Linked DNA regions of Sus scrofa: region 2 is linked to region 1. Evidence: chromatin contacts called from public Hi-C data. All regions are on one chromosome and are shown on one strand. Each heading gives the region's core, a stretch centred on a gene start, on an enhancer-like site or on the middle of the called end of the contact. The rest is flanking DNA. Distances are from core to core; before and after follow the strand shown.

Region 1 (6,424 bases), core at 2,883-5,382:
CAGGCATGGAAAATATCGACCACCTGGACTAATATATTACATACATACCATCCTTGTGCACATTTATAATTATTATTATCAGACAACTAATTAAAAGACTGAATCCAAGAACATAATGATAAAAAATATATAAAAAGTGGAGTTCCCATTGTGGCACAGTGGAAATGAATCCCATTATTATCCATAAAGAAGCAGGTTCAATCCCTGGCCTCACTCAGTGGGTTGAGGATTTGGCGTTGACATGAGCTGAGCTGTGATGTTGGTTGCAGACACGGCTCAGATCCCGTGTTCCTGTGGCTGTGATATAGGCTGGAGGCTGCAGCTCTGATTCAACCCCTAGACTGGGAACTTCCATATGCTGTGGGTCCGGCCCAAAAAATATATATATACACAAAAAGTAACCTTTGACATGAGAGTTTCTTTAGATTAAAATGTTTTAAAAATAATTAAAGATCAGAGACTTGTTGAACACTTACACTTGCCACAGGAATTCTCAACAGTGTCTAATACCTTAAATATAACCCACAGCAACCAAGCTATCTTTGAAGCATATGTGTGTGTGTGTGTGTGTATATATACATATATATATATATATGCATATATATATGCATGCATTTCATGGATTACCCATTGTCATAGCCAGATTTGTTTTCTGACTGGCCTTTTTTTCTTCTCTCCAATTCCTCTCACATGTTATGGCAGGATTACTTGTCTTCAAGCACTCTATAAAAGGTTTGTTTTTTTTTTATTTCACTAGCTATATTTTTCAGTTCTCTTTTATTTCCTATAGCACCAAATTCCAAAATCTCAGCAAGCCTAATAGGAATGGCATTAATACTTTTGGGTACTCTCATTTTCTATATTACATTTAAATACAGAAAACTTATAAAATATATGATCCATTTTACTCTTGAGACATTTGGAAATAATTAAAAGCAAACTAATTTAGAAAGTATTTTTCCTGTCACTGTATGCAGATGACATGATACTATACCTAGAAAACCCTAAGGACTCAACCCCAAAACTACTTGAACTGATTAACAAATTCAGCAAAGTAGCAGGATATAAGATTAACATTCAGAAGTCAGTTGCATTTCTGTATACCAGCAATGAAATATTAGAAAACAAATACAAAAATACGATACCCTTTAAAATTGCACCTCACAAAATCAAATACCTTGGAATACACCTGACCAAGGAGGTAAAGGACCTATATGCCGAGAACTATAAAACTTTAATCAAAGAAATCAAAGAAGATGTAAAGAAATGGAAAGATATTCCATGTTCCTGGATTGGAAAAATCAATATTGTGAAAATGGCCATACTACCCAAAGCAATCTACAGAGTCAATGCAATCCCTATCAAATTACCCATGACATTTTTCACAGAACTAGAACAAACAATCCAAACATTTATATGGAACCACAAAAGACCCAGAATCGCCAAAGCAATCCTGAGAACAAAAACCAACAGGAGGCCTAACTTTCCCAGACTCCAGGCAATATTACAAAGCCACAGTCATCAAGACAGTGTGGTTCTGGTACCAAAACAGACAGACAGACCAATGGAACAGAATAGAGAACCCAGAAGGAAACCCAGACACCATGGTCAATTAATCTTTGACAAGGGAGGCAAAAACATAAAATGGGAAAAAGAAAGTCTATTCAGCAAGCATTGCTGGGAAACCTGGACAGCTGCATGCAAAGCAATGAAACTAGAACACACCCTCACACCATGCACAAAAATAAACTCCAAATGGCTGAAAGACTTAAATATATGACAGGATACCATCAAACTCCTAGAAGAAAACATAGGCAAAACACTCTGATATCAACATCATGAATATTTTCTCAGGTCAGTCTCCCAAAGCAACAGAAATTAGAGCTAAAATAAACCCATGGGACCTAATCAAACTGAAAAGCTTTTGCACAGCAAAGGAAACCCAAAAGAAAACAAAAAGACAACTTACAGAATGGGAGAAAACAGTTTCAAATGATGCAACCAACAAGGGCTTAATCCCTAGAATAAATAAACAACTTATACAACCCAACAGCAAAAAGGCCAATCAATCAATGGAAAAATGGGCAAAAGACCTGAATAGACATTTCTCCAAAGAAGATATATAGATGGCCAACAAGCACTTGAAACAATGTTCAGCATCACTGATTATTAGAGAAATGCAAATCAAAACTACCATGAGATACCACCTCACACCAGTCAGAATGGCCATCATTCATAAATCCACAAATAACAAGTGCTGGAGGGGCTGTGGAGAAAAGGGAACCCTCCTGCACTGCTGGTGGGAATGTAAACTGGTACAGCCACTATGGAGAACAGTTTGGAGATACCTTAAAAATCTATACATAGAACTTCCATATGACCCTGCAATCCCACTCTTGGGCATCTATCCGGACAAACTCTACTCAAAAGAGACACATGCACCCGCCTGTTCATTGCAGCAGTATTCACAATAGCCAGGACATGGAAACAATCCAAATGTCCATCGACAGATGATTGGATTCGGAAGATGTAGTGTATATATACACAATGGAATACTACTCAGCCATAAAAAAGAGTGACATAATGCCATTTGTAGCAACATGGATGGAACTAGAGAATCTCATACTGAGTGAAATGAGCTAGAAAGACAAAGACAAATACCATATGATATCACTTATAACTGGAATCTAATATCCAGCACAAATGAACATCTCCTCAGAAAAGAAAATCATGACTTGGAGAAAAGACTTGTGGTTGCCTGATGGGAGGGGGAGGGAGTGGGAGGGATCGGGAGCTTGGGTTTATCAGACACAACTTAGAACAGATTTACAAGGAGATCCTGCTGAGTAGCATTGAGAACTTTGTCTAGATACTCATGTTGCAACAGAACAAAGGGTGGGGAAAAAAAATGTAATTGCAATGTATACATGTAAGGATAACTTGATCCCCTTGCTGTACAGTGGGAAAATTAAAAAAAAAAAAAAGAAAGAATTTTTCTATCACTAAATTTTAAAAAGAAGAAAATGATAGTTGATAAAGTGTTTATTATTAAAATAATAGTTCTTATTTTTTTCAAGGATGTTCAATGAGAGGAATACAAATATTTCCTGAAATCAATACAGGTATTGTACATGAAAATCTTTTTATGCGTGGTTACATAAAAGATGAAGAAAACTCATAATGCTTTCATTAGAACAAAATCTATTTAATAAACAGACAGCAAGGAGATATGGTTATTCACAAAACACTTTTTAAAAATTTTCCAAAAAAGAGAGAGAAAATTATTTGAAGCACAAGTAGTCAAAATTAACTATTAGGACTTGCTTTATAACTATATTCTCTTTATTCCTCTGACCACTATCAGGTCCAAAAGCACTTTTTAAAGTATTTTTCTAAACCAGAGAAATGTACACAAAACTCAACTATGATACGGTTGATACACTTTTTTTAAAAGGTACATTTTAATAAAACAACAAATTATCTACATTTTGCATAATGTTAACTTTTGAGTGAGCCAAATTCATATCATTTGCTAATTTGCATTTAAATGATAATATAAACTTAATTTTGAATAAGTGTATCTTTTTACTTAATGCTTGGAATATGTTTCTTTATAAGACATTACCATTTAGTATTACTGCTTCATTTGATGTCATTAGTTCTAAAGAGTTTTTAAAATGATGTTAATTCTAGTATTTCATAATCATATGAAATTAGTACAAAATTCCACTGGGGTTTATTTCTCCTCTTCCCAAACCTTACCTGGCTCAAGTTCTGCCTAACCTCCCTCTTCTCTGGAGTTCAGAATTCAGTTTCAACCCATTATTTATGATGTGGAAGGGGGGCTTCCTGAGGGCAAAAGGTTTTGTCACTGCTGTCACCACCGTGCCCTCAGTGTCCTGAGCACTTTCTGTCACCTAAATGCACTCAGTAAACATTGGAACAAATAAACAAAATTGACAATCTTCCTTATACCACAAGTATTTCAAGCCTCTTTTGTTGACTTCTATAAATATATCACAAATTCCTTTTCAGACATGCCAACATTTAACAAGTTTGGATCTGCACTCATGGCCCTTTTGCCTCAGAGCTCCAGTCCTGCCAACTGAGCAAGTCATTCCAGATGAATGGAATCCTCTGGGTCAACATGCCCTGCTGACCTGTTAGGCTTCACAAGGACAAATAGGTGAGAGTGGCACTCTATTTATGCTTAATATTCTCTAAAACAACAGGTAAATATGAGTGATGCTTGATTTAACTCTTGATAAATAGGAGTTAAATAAATAAATTAGAAAATAAATCTTAAGGAATGTATTTTGCCTCCAGAACTTTGTGATTAATGTCAATAGTTGTTGCACAATATTTAACTGAAGTTTGGTTTTCACAAAGTATTTTGCTTCTGCACCTGTAATTTACAGAGTTGCCAGGTTCCAAACCTTCTTTCACTGAACACTTTCTTAGGGCCAGTGACTCTGACCCTCAGCTCTGATGTAACCCTTCTCATCCCAGCTGCACAGAGTGTCTGCAGAGGTCACTACTGATTACCACCCTGCTCTTGGCTCCCTTTCCCCCTCAGCAGCCTGTAATTACCAGCTTACTCTCATTATTCCACTTCATCGTACTAACCCTGCTAATTCCTTGCACCTCACTCTGCACATCTTTGCACTGATGGCTTTTATTCTCGGTTTAAGATTTTTACATTTAAATACAGAATTGGTGGGGTTTTTTTAATTTTGAAATACCAGAAAAATGTGAAAAAAATAACAAAGTACAAAATGATTTCCCTCCATGTAGAAAATTTTAAAGTGGTCTGCCTTCAAATTGGAAAAAAAAAGTTTAAGATAAACTTCCTTGTTCTACCTCCAACCCTGTATTCCAGCACTTTCTTTCTGATCTCTGAAGCTCCAAGCTACAAAAAAAAATTTACTTTGAAGAAAATTAAATTAAACAGAAGGGTTACTAACAAACTAGCACAATCACCTGGATCGCTTTTTTTTTTAACTTTTTTTTTCCCAGCTTTGTTACAGAAGCCAAAAAAAAAAAAAAAAATGTGTTTGAAGCCAGGAATTCACTTGCTACACTACTGTATAACAACCTTACCATTACAGTGTACTTTTACTTTTTAGTATTGGACAATAGGCTATCCAAAAGAATAGACTTATTGATTTAATTTCTAATTTGATAAAGATAACACACCTTAGAAATTCCTATAGCATGACCATATAAGATCTTGTTTCCGTTTGGGGGGAAAATTGTATGTATAATTTCTTTTGAGGATTTGCAATATTTTCACTCTATATCTACAAAATACATAATTTATACATTAATTTTGTAAATTTTTGCTTCAAAATCTGCAATCATTGTTTATTTAAAAGACAGCTCTAAATAGATAGAAATTTTAGCCACTATGAATAATCAGGGTAAGAGTTCACAGAAGTATTTACTTTTCCTCTCTCTCTCTCTCTCTCATCAAAGCCAGGCAACATCAGGTTTGACATGGCAGTTGTCCAGAGAGATTTGCTCCCAATTATTTTGATCTAATGTTCCTTGTCTCCGTGATGACAAAGCAATAGTATGTTTTTCATCAAAGGCAGGAAATGCATGATTTTTTCTTTGATCTCCAAAGGGGAATTCTTGAGTAAAAAGGTGAGAGTATAGCCCTTAAGACGTTTTAAATGCTCTAATCTGAAAATAAACCACACTTATGTGAAAAGTTAGAAATCCCTAAAAGCACAATTCTAAACTAATGGGCTCTGATTTTATACTCATCTTTATATCAAAATGACTCCTCTTCTTTTAAACAGCTATGTATCTCTGAATCCACAACTGGGGATACTCTTGGAAACCTGATACTATATTTTTAGCTTAGAAATAAGATCCTGAAATGCAATCTTATATCTTTTTTTAATAATTTTTTTTCTGTTATAGTTGATTTACAATATTCTGTCAGTTTCTGCAGTGCAGCAAAGTAATCCAGCAATCTTATACCTTAAATAGTTATGTGTGTATAGATACAGATATAGATATATAGATAGTCAAGTCCTATCTCCCTGTCTTTTCTCCTGGTGTGTTTAAACCCTGATTGGATGGGCATCATCTGTTATCTTCTCTCCTTGCTTCTTCCAAGTTCCCTTCCATTCTAAATAGCGTGCTCACTTCTTCAGTTGGCTCACTGGAGATCTTGTACACATTTATCTTAACTTTCCCTTTTTCAGTGTATGTGTGTATTTGCCTGAGTATGAAGAGGTATCTGTGTGTCTTTCCCTCTTCAGAAACACAGGAAAATTAACAAGAATCAATCTATTTAATGCTTTCCCCTCCTCTCAATTCAATTTTACCTGTACATAGAATGAAGTATGGTTTTATTCCATACTTCAAGGATAAGTTCAGAAATCTACAAAAAAAATCAAAAGATATTTTATTC
Region 2 (6,424 bases), core at 991-3,490, 410 kb after region 1:
TAAGATGAAAATATCTGAACTAAATATCTTAAAATAAATTTTTAAATGGGGGGGAACCTAAAGTGTGAGAGTGTGCCCCTCAGGCAGGGCCATGCAGCCCTGATGGAAGCTGCCTGACCTGAGGCCAGGGGCAGGTCCACCTGAAGGTCTGAAGGTCCTGCTGTACATAGAAAAAGGCAAGTACCCTATGCTTCTCCATCCGCCAGTCTGGGTGAACAGGACTAGCAGGATTCTGAAGTCCACACAGACCTCAGATCAGGAGTACCCTAGGATCATGTAGCTGTAGGAAGGCAGGTCTTGTGCGGTTTTTTCATCCTGGTTTATATCACACACTCGTCTATAAACAAAACAAAGCCCATCGTGTGCAACCTTGTGGCATGTTCCAGATGTTTCTAACAAGTGTACAAAAAAATTTTTAAAATCCCACAATATCTTCTTGATCTTTAAGGCTTAAGAGCAGGATGTACAGCCTACATGTTAAGCTTAAAAAAAAGAAAAGAGAGAGAAAGAAAAAAAAACCCATATGGTGCCAAATGCTGGCAGCTCACTTCTCTCCTCCCAGACAAAACTCTTAGGTCTTGTGAAAACATTCCTTGTAAACTGCCAAAAACAACACAGATCATTGTGGTGGATGGCTCGCCCTTGCCGACTGCCACAGAGGCCCCCACTGCCCTTGACTGTAGCCACATCCAGCCTCCAGGATAAACCAAGGGCTCTCAACCCTGAAGGGCCACCTTGAGAAATGCCACCTCCTCGCTCCTAAAAGCAAGGCTTGCAGCTTACGTGTGTTCCTTTACAAAATGTTGTATTGTTTGTACTGGCTCCCCCCTCATTTAAATTTGGTTTCCAAAATTAGTACAGCATTGTTTCTCCTATGATAGTAATGTGAGCTTACTACAGAGATTTTTTTAAAATATTAAATGTATTGCAGAAGGGAAAAGACCAGCACCCTCACTGGTTTGCTAGAGCCCTTGTAGATAAAACACTAAGAACACCCGAGCATGTTTTCTTCTACTTTCTGGATCCACAGGCACACGTAAAAGTATTTATAATCCCAACTTGTCTTTTCACCTAACATGACATGTGAGCATTTTCCCGTGGGGAGACAGTATTTTGATCACCTCACTCTACCCCTTGAGTAACAGCAGCTTTGGATAATTCCCAGCACTTCTTCTGGGAGGTTGACTGCTCTGCTGGCCACTGCCCCACAGCCCAACCAGGGTCAAGTTCACTGAGTGCGTGTGTAGTGTGTGTAGCTGGAATCAGAGGAAGGTGAGAATGGGTGACAGTGTAGAAATGCAAGCCCAGATGCCCAGCTCCTGGGTGATCTCCTCAAAAGACTAGAAAAAACTTATTTTTGTGAAGAACCAAAAAAGAGACAAATGGGCACAGCCTCCTTGCCTGCCTGCTTACATCCCTCACAAGAGTCCTATCTTAATAGATCTATTTCTTGCCTCAAAAAAAAAAAAAAAAAGAGAGAGAGAGAGAGAGAGAGACAGAGAGAAATGTATTCTCCGGTTTCCTGATATTAAAGAGTCTTTGACAGGAGTTTTCATTGTGGCTCAGTGGCAACCAACCTGACTAGTATCCGTGAGAATTCGGGTTCCATCCCTGGCATCGCTCAGTGGGTTAAGGATCTGGCGTTGCCATGAGCTGTGGTGTAGGTCACAGACACCGCTCAGATCCCGCATTGCTGTGGCTGTGGTTTAGGCCAGCAGCTGCAGCTCCAATTCAACCCCTAGCCTGGGAACCTCCATATTCCACAAGTGCAGCCCAAAAAACGCAAAAAAAAAAAAAGTCTTTGACATATTTGTGATTGTGATGATTGCTCCTTTAAATACTCAAGCCATTGAAATATGTGTACGATCTGGAAAGTGAGGCATTTCATTTGAATCACAGAGAGACATTAAAAAGCATTCGTCACCTTCTGCCTAAGGCTGTGATCTACTTGCTGAAAATGCAAAGTAAAGAAAAAGTATCTAATGCGTACTTGTTTTTTCCTGCACAGCATTAATACCATTTGAGCTGGTCATTAAGGAGACATCATGGGTGCACGCGCACACACACACACACACACACACACACACACACACACACTTTCTCTCACTGTCTGTGCTGCAATGTTTCTTTATAACAAACCAGCCTCAGGAAATTATTAATGAGGGGTTAGAAGGTTACACAGCAGCTAAGCCCAGAAGAATGTCTGAGCAAAGAGAGAACTACCTATTCAGAGGGAGGAGGAGAGCTCACAGCCCAGGGAGGAGAAGGACGAGGGAACTGAAAGGAATTCCTTCCCAGCCAAGAAGCTTTCTATACTGCCCCAAGGCTAAATACAATGAGTCATAACACTTCACATTTCCTAGCTGTGCATTACTAGAAGGACCTCTGATTTTCTACAAAAATCACAGAGTGCGAAAAGAATTGCTTCTCCTTTACCCACCCTCCTGACTACAATCTTAGAGGAAATCTTGGAGATCCTCTAGAACCAATCCTGGCAAAAGCTAGTAAGAACTGGATGTCATGTCATTTCTAACATTTAGTTTTATAAGAAAAGTAAGGAATGAACCAGAAAGTAATAGTAGCTTTACCCAGAGGTACAAAAGCACCAGCATCACCAGCCACCAGCAGCTCACTTAGGACCCTTTTCCTAGGCTATGTATATCATGAGCAAAAGTCAAATGTTGTCACCAACATTTGTCCAAAATATGCCACCCCCAAATACACCACCTTGGTGCAAGCATTATTTTGAGCAGAAGGCAAGTAAGAATCAATATACGCAAGAAAAGTTGTCTGCCCTTCCTTTATCTGCCTCAAAGCAGAGCAGAGATTTCCTATTGCGAAGGTGGCATAAATTTTGCCCCCATCCTAGCACCTGGACGAGAAAAGCTACCTTTATGCCTGGGGATAGAGAGCCAGCACAGAGCTGAGCATGCATAAACAGATCTTACTAAAATGAAAATAACCTGTATCTTCCATCAATTTCCCCCATATATTTCCTAGTCACTTTCATACAATTTATAGCCCTCTGTTAAAATGGCATGCAACCCCCTCCCCCATCTAACTATTTATTTGGGTTTTCCAGTCCTATGAAGCCTCTATGCACATAAAATTAAAAACATTAACAAAGTTTGTATGCCTTTCTCCTCTTAATGTGTCTCAATGGCAGTTTAATTTACACTAAAACTGAACCGAGGAGTATACAAAAAAAGTCCACCCACTTTTATAGTTCAGTAGGTAATTTTGGAGTTCCCCTTGTGGCTCAGTGGTAACAAACCAAACTAGTATCTATGAGGACGTGGGTTTGATCCCTAGCCTCGCTCAGTGGGTTAAGGATCTGGAGTTGCTGTGAGTTGCTGTGAGGTGCAGGTCAAAGACATAGTTCAGATCTGGAGTTGCTGTGGCTGTGGTGTAGGCCGGCAGCTGCAGCTCTGATTCAACCCCTACCCTGGGAACTTCCATATGACACATATGCAGCCCTAAAAAGACAAAAAAAAAAAAAGATAATTTGAAAAGCTGTGTTGTGTTGGAAAAATCATACTAAAACTCACAGATACATAGATCTCTAAAATGTTTATAATTGTTGAAGTGCTAAATGACTATAAATTAATGAAATACAAAATTTATAAACTGATAAAAATTGGCAAAAATGTCCAAATAAAAATGCAAATTGATATGTCTTTATAACAAAATCAGCAGTTCATGTTTTTATAGTTTTTAAAATTCACTAAATCACTCTCAATTTCTGAGTGTCTACCATAATCAATGTAGGCAACAGTATAAGCAGAAGGCATAATATAAATACCTCTTTATTTCTATGTATATTTGTGAATATACCAGCATCAGATTTTTTATTATTACTTTTTTTGTTTTTTTAGGACTGTATCTGCAGCATATGGAAGTTCCCCGGCTAGGAGTTCAATTGGAGCTGCCGGCCTACACCACAGCCATAGCAACTCCAGATCTGAGCCACATCTGCAAGGACCTACACCAGGGCCTGCAGCAATGCTGGATCCTTAACCCACTAAGCGAGGCCAAGGATCAAACCCACATCCTCATGGATACTAGTCAGGTTCTTAACTAGCTAAACAACAACAGGAATTCCCAGTTGGTTTTTTGTTTGTTTTTTTTTTAATTTTGAAATCACTATTAACCATGTAAGTTTTGATCAGTGAGTTGTGAGGTTCTCAACAGTTTGGTTTCTTGCTGAGTGATCTGTTGAAAGGGCAGTTTTCTCCTATGACACTGCCTCACAGGGCATAGGTGAACCAGAGCTCATGAGTGGTTTCATGTACAAGGTTATATACTCATTCATCAAATACAACTCAGATGGCACACGACACTGAAAAGAAGGCAACTACTGCCTCTGTTCCACACCCAGCCTTAGTTTTGTGATACTAATCTTGCCAGAGAAAGGTCTTTCTCAATGTAGCCAAAATCTGAGTCTGAAGACCCACACTCCATCCTGGAAAGATTAAAGCCCTTGCTTTCTACTTCAGACTCATTGCACAGGGGGTCAAAGTTAGTCATGCCTAAACCACAATGTACTCCGGGCCCTAAAATGTTCCACATTTAAAATCTCTGGGCCATTTTAGGCATACATTTGAGAGGCAAAGAAACTGACAGTGAAATGTCTAAATTAGTAGAAAAGAAACCAAATCCTTCCCCTAAAAATATTCTTCTGCTTCAGACTTCCTTCCCCTAAAATAGTAAAATGACAGCCACTGGTCACATTATCCTATTTGTGGCATAACTTCTTTTATACATACAATAAAATGAAACACATCCTGATTACAACACAAGACAATATATTTAGGCAAAAGGGTGAATCTTCTGGACTTGAAAATACTGGGTATTTCAAATGAGCAAAACCTTTTTCTAAAGAGTTTCCTAAATATCTGATTTTACCAACATCCTCTTTCCACTTACCCAAGGTATTTTCCATGAAATTGAAAAGGATTCATGAAACAAAAGCAGCAAATTTCAAGTCACAAAATAATGATGGCGTTAGCCTAAATGATAAGTTAGTTTACTCCATAGATATACATGAAGATCCAATCAAGTTTCTTAGGAAATATAAAACATTATTTATTGTCAACTATCACTGCAGTAGACGTCAATACTGATTCCCATATAGAAAACCAAATAGAAATCTTCAATTCTTTCATCCTTCAATTCTTTAATTCTACATTGAAAATGTACACACCAAAAAAAAAAAAAAAAAAAAAAAAAAAAAAAAAAAAAAGGATGTTTTTGTTATCCACTAAAATCACTGCCAGCCCTGGAACTTAATCTATTAAGTTTGTTTTAAGATATGAATCATTCTTTAAGCTGGCATCTCTTCCAGTACAAAGGCCTAAGTTGCATACAAAATGGGAAAATCAATTCTGGCAGCGAGACAAGAATGTAAATAGCAGAGGCCAATTCTACCTACTGCCTAAGACACTGCCTGATAAATGTGATAACTAACACCAAACATTCCATACATTGATCTACTAACAGACTGCAAAAGCCAGTGTCTTTTTTGAAGTCTTCCTCAACCTTCTAACATACAACCAAGGACATTTCCTTAGTATTTTTTGATGAACCTATACAGGATGTAAACACCCAGAGAAATTTAAACAGGTAGTTTGGGGTTTTGGGGTTTTTGTTTTGTTTTGTTTTGTTTTCAGTACGAAAATAAGACTTTAAAAGATAAGTAAAAAATCTGTGGTCATTTACAAATTCTTGAGCATAAAAACAATTGACTAATTTGTCTAAAAAAAATGGTAAAGGAAAGTTTGTTTTCTGTTTTGTCTATTTTTAAGACAATTTTTTTACAATGAAAACATACCAAATTTTGCCTTTTAAGGAAACACCAAGGGAAACCAATGTTTGGACTACCAAAAAAGAGCCTAAGTACAATGTTTAAATTACTAAACTCAAAAAAATATACATAAATAAATAATTTCTTAAATATTTTGGATTAAATTCCATCATAAAAGAAGGATTTACACAGTCAAGCTTCATTTGCTCACAGGGGAGTTACTCTTTAAAAACTTCTTTTATCCTACAAATGAGAAAGCCTCCCCTTTGTAGAAAAAAAGGATCACTTGCCAGTTACCAAAGGTTGTGAAAAACTCACTTGACACTGACTTAGAAGACCATCCCCTCAAGGGGCAAAGAGCCAACCTATTAAAGACATGGAGTAATCTGGTTCCTGTCCAGAGTTTTTTCTAGTCTGTGGAGTCTCCCTCAAGACAAAATCAGAAGGAATCTGGCCAAATCTAGGTATTTCACAAGGATCATTAAGAATGCATTCACACTCTAATGTCACATCCAGGAGCAAATGTGATCTTCCCTTTTCTACAAAACCTCTTTCCAACTGTACCACTGAAGTTTCTGTATTATCTCTGTTGCTTCCAATAACACTATCAGTGTTATTATA

Evidence for each region. A called contact is a pair of places that touch in the nucleus more often than the background predicts.
Region 2: a contact with region 1 is called in a Hi-C map of liver, with 7 times the contacts expected there. The contact joins two enhancer-like sites. A contact is called at or near these places in 6 of 47 Hi-C or Micro-C datasets (embryonic fibroblasts, liver and skeletal muscle).

What each region holds. Positions count from the first base shown.
Region 1 is chr8:45,368,444-45,374,867 of Sscrofa11.1, forward strand. No RefSeq gene overlaps it. Among named protein-coding and RNA genes, the nearest start is that of PDGFC, 440 kb to the right of the region's middle. Within about 2 kb of position 4,133, at least 2 of the 83 cell types and tissues checked have an H3K27ac peak or open chromatin away from gene starts, as enhancers often do. A contact at or near this core is called in liver, where this site is marked.
Region 2 is chr8:45,781,046-45,787,469 of Sscrofa11.1, forward strand. All of the region lies in intron 1 of PDGFC (platelet-derived growth factor C), which reads right to left. Among named protein-coding and RNA genes, the nearest start is that of PDGFC, 25 kb to the right of the region's middle. Within about 2 kb of position 2,241, at least 27 of the 83 cell types and tissues checked have an H3K27ac peak or open chromatin away from gene starts, as enhancers often do. A contact at or near this core is called in liver, where this site is marked.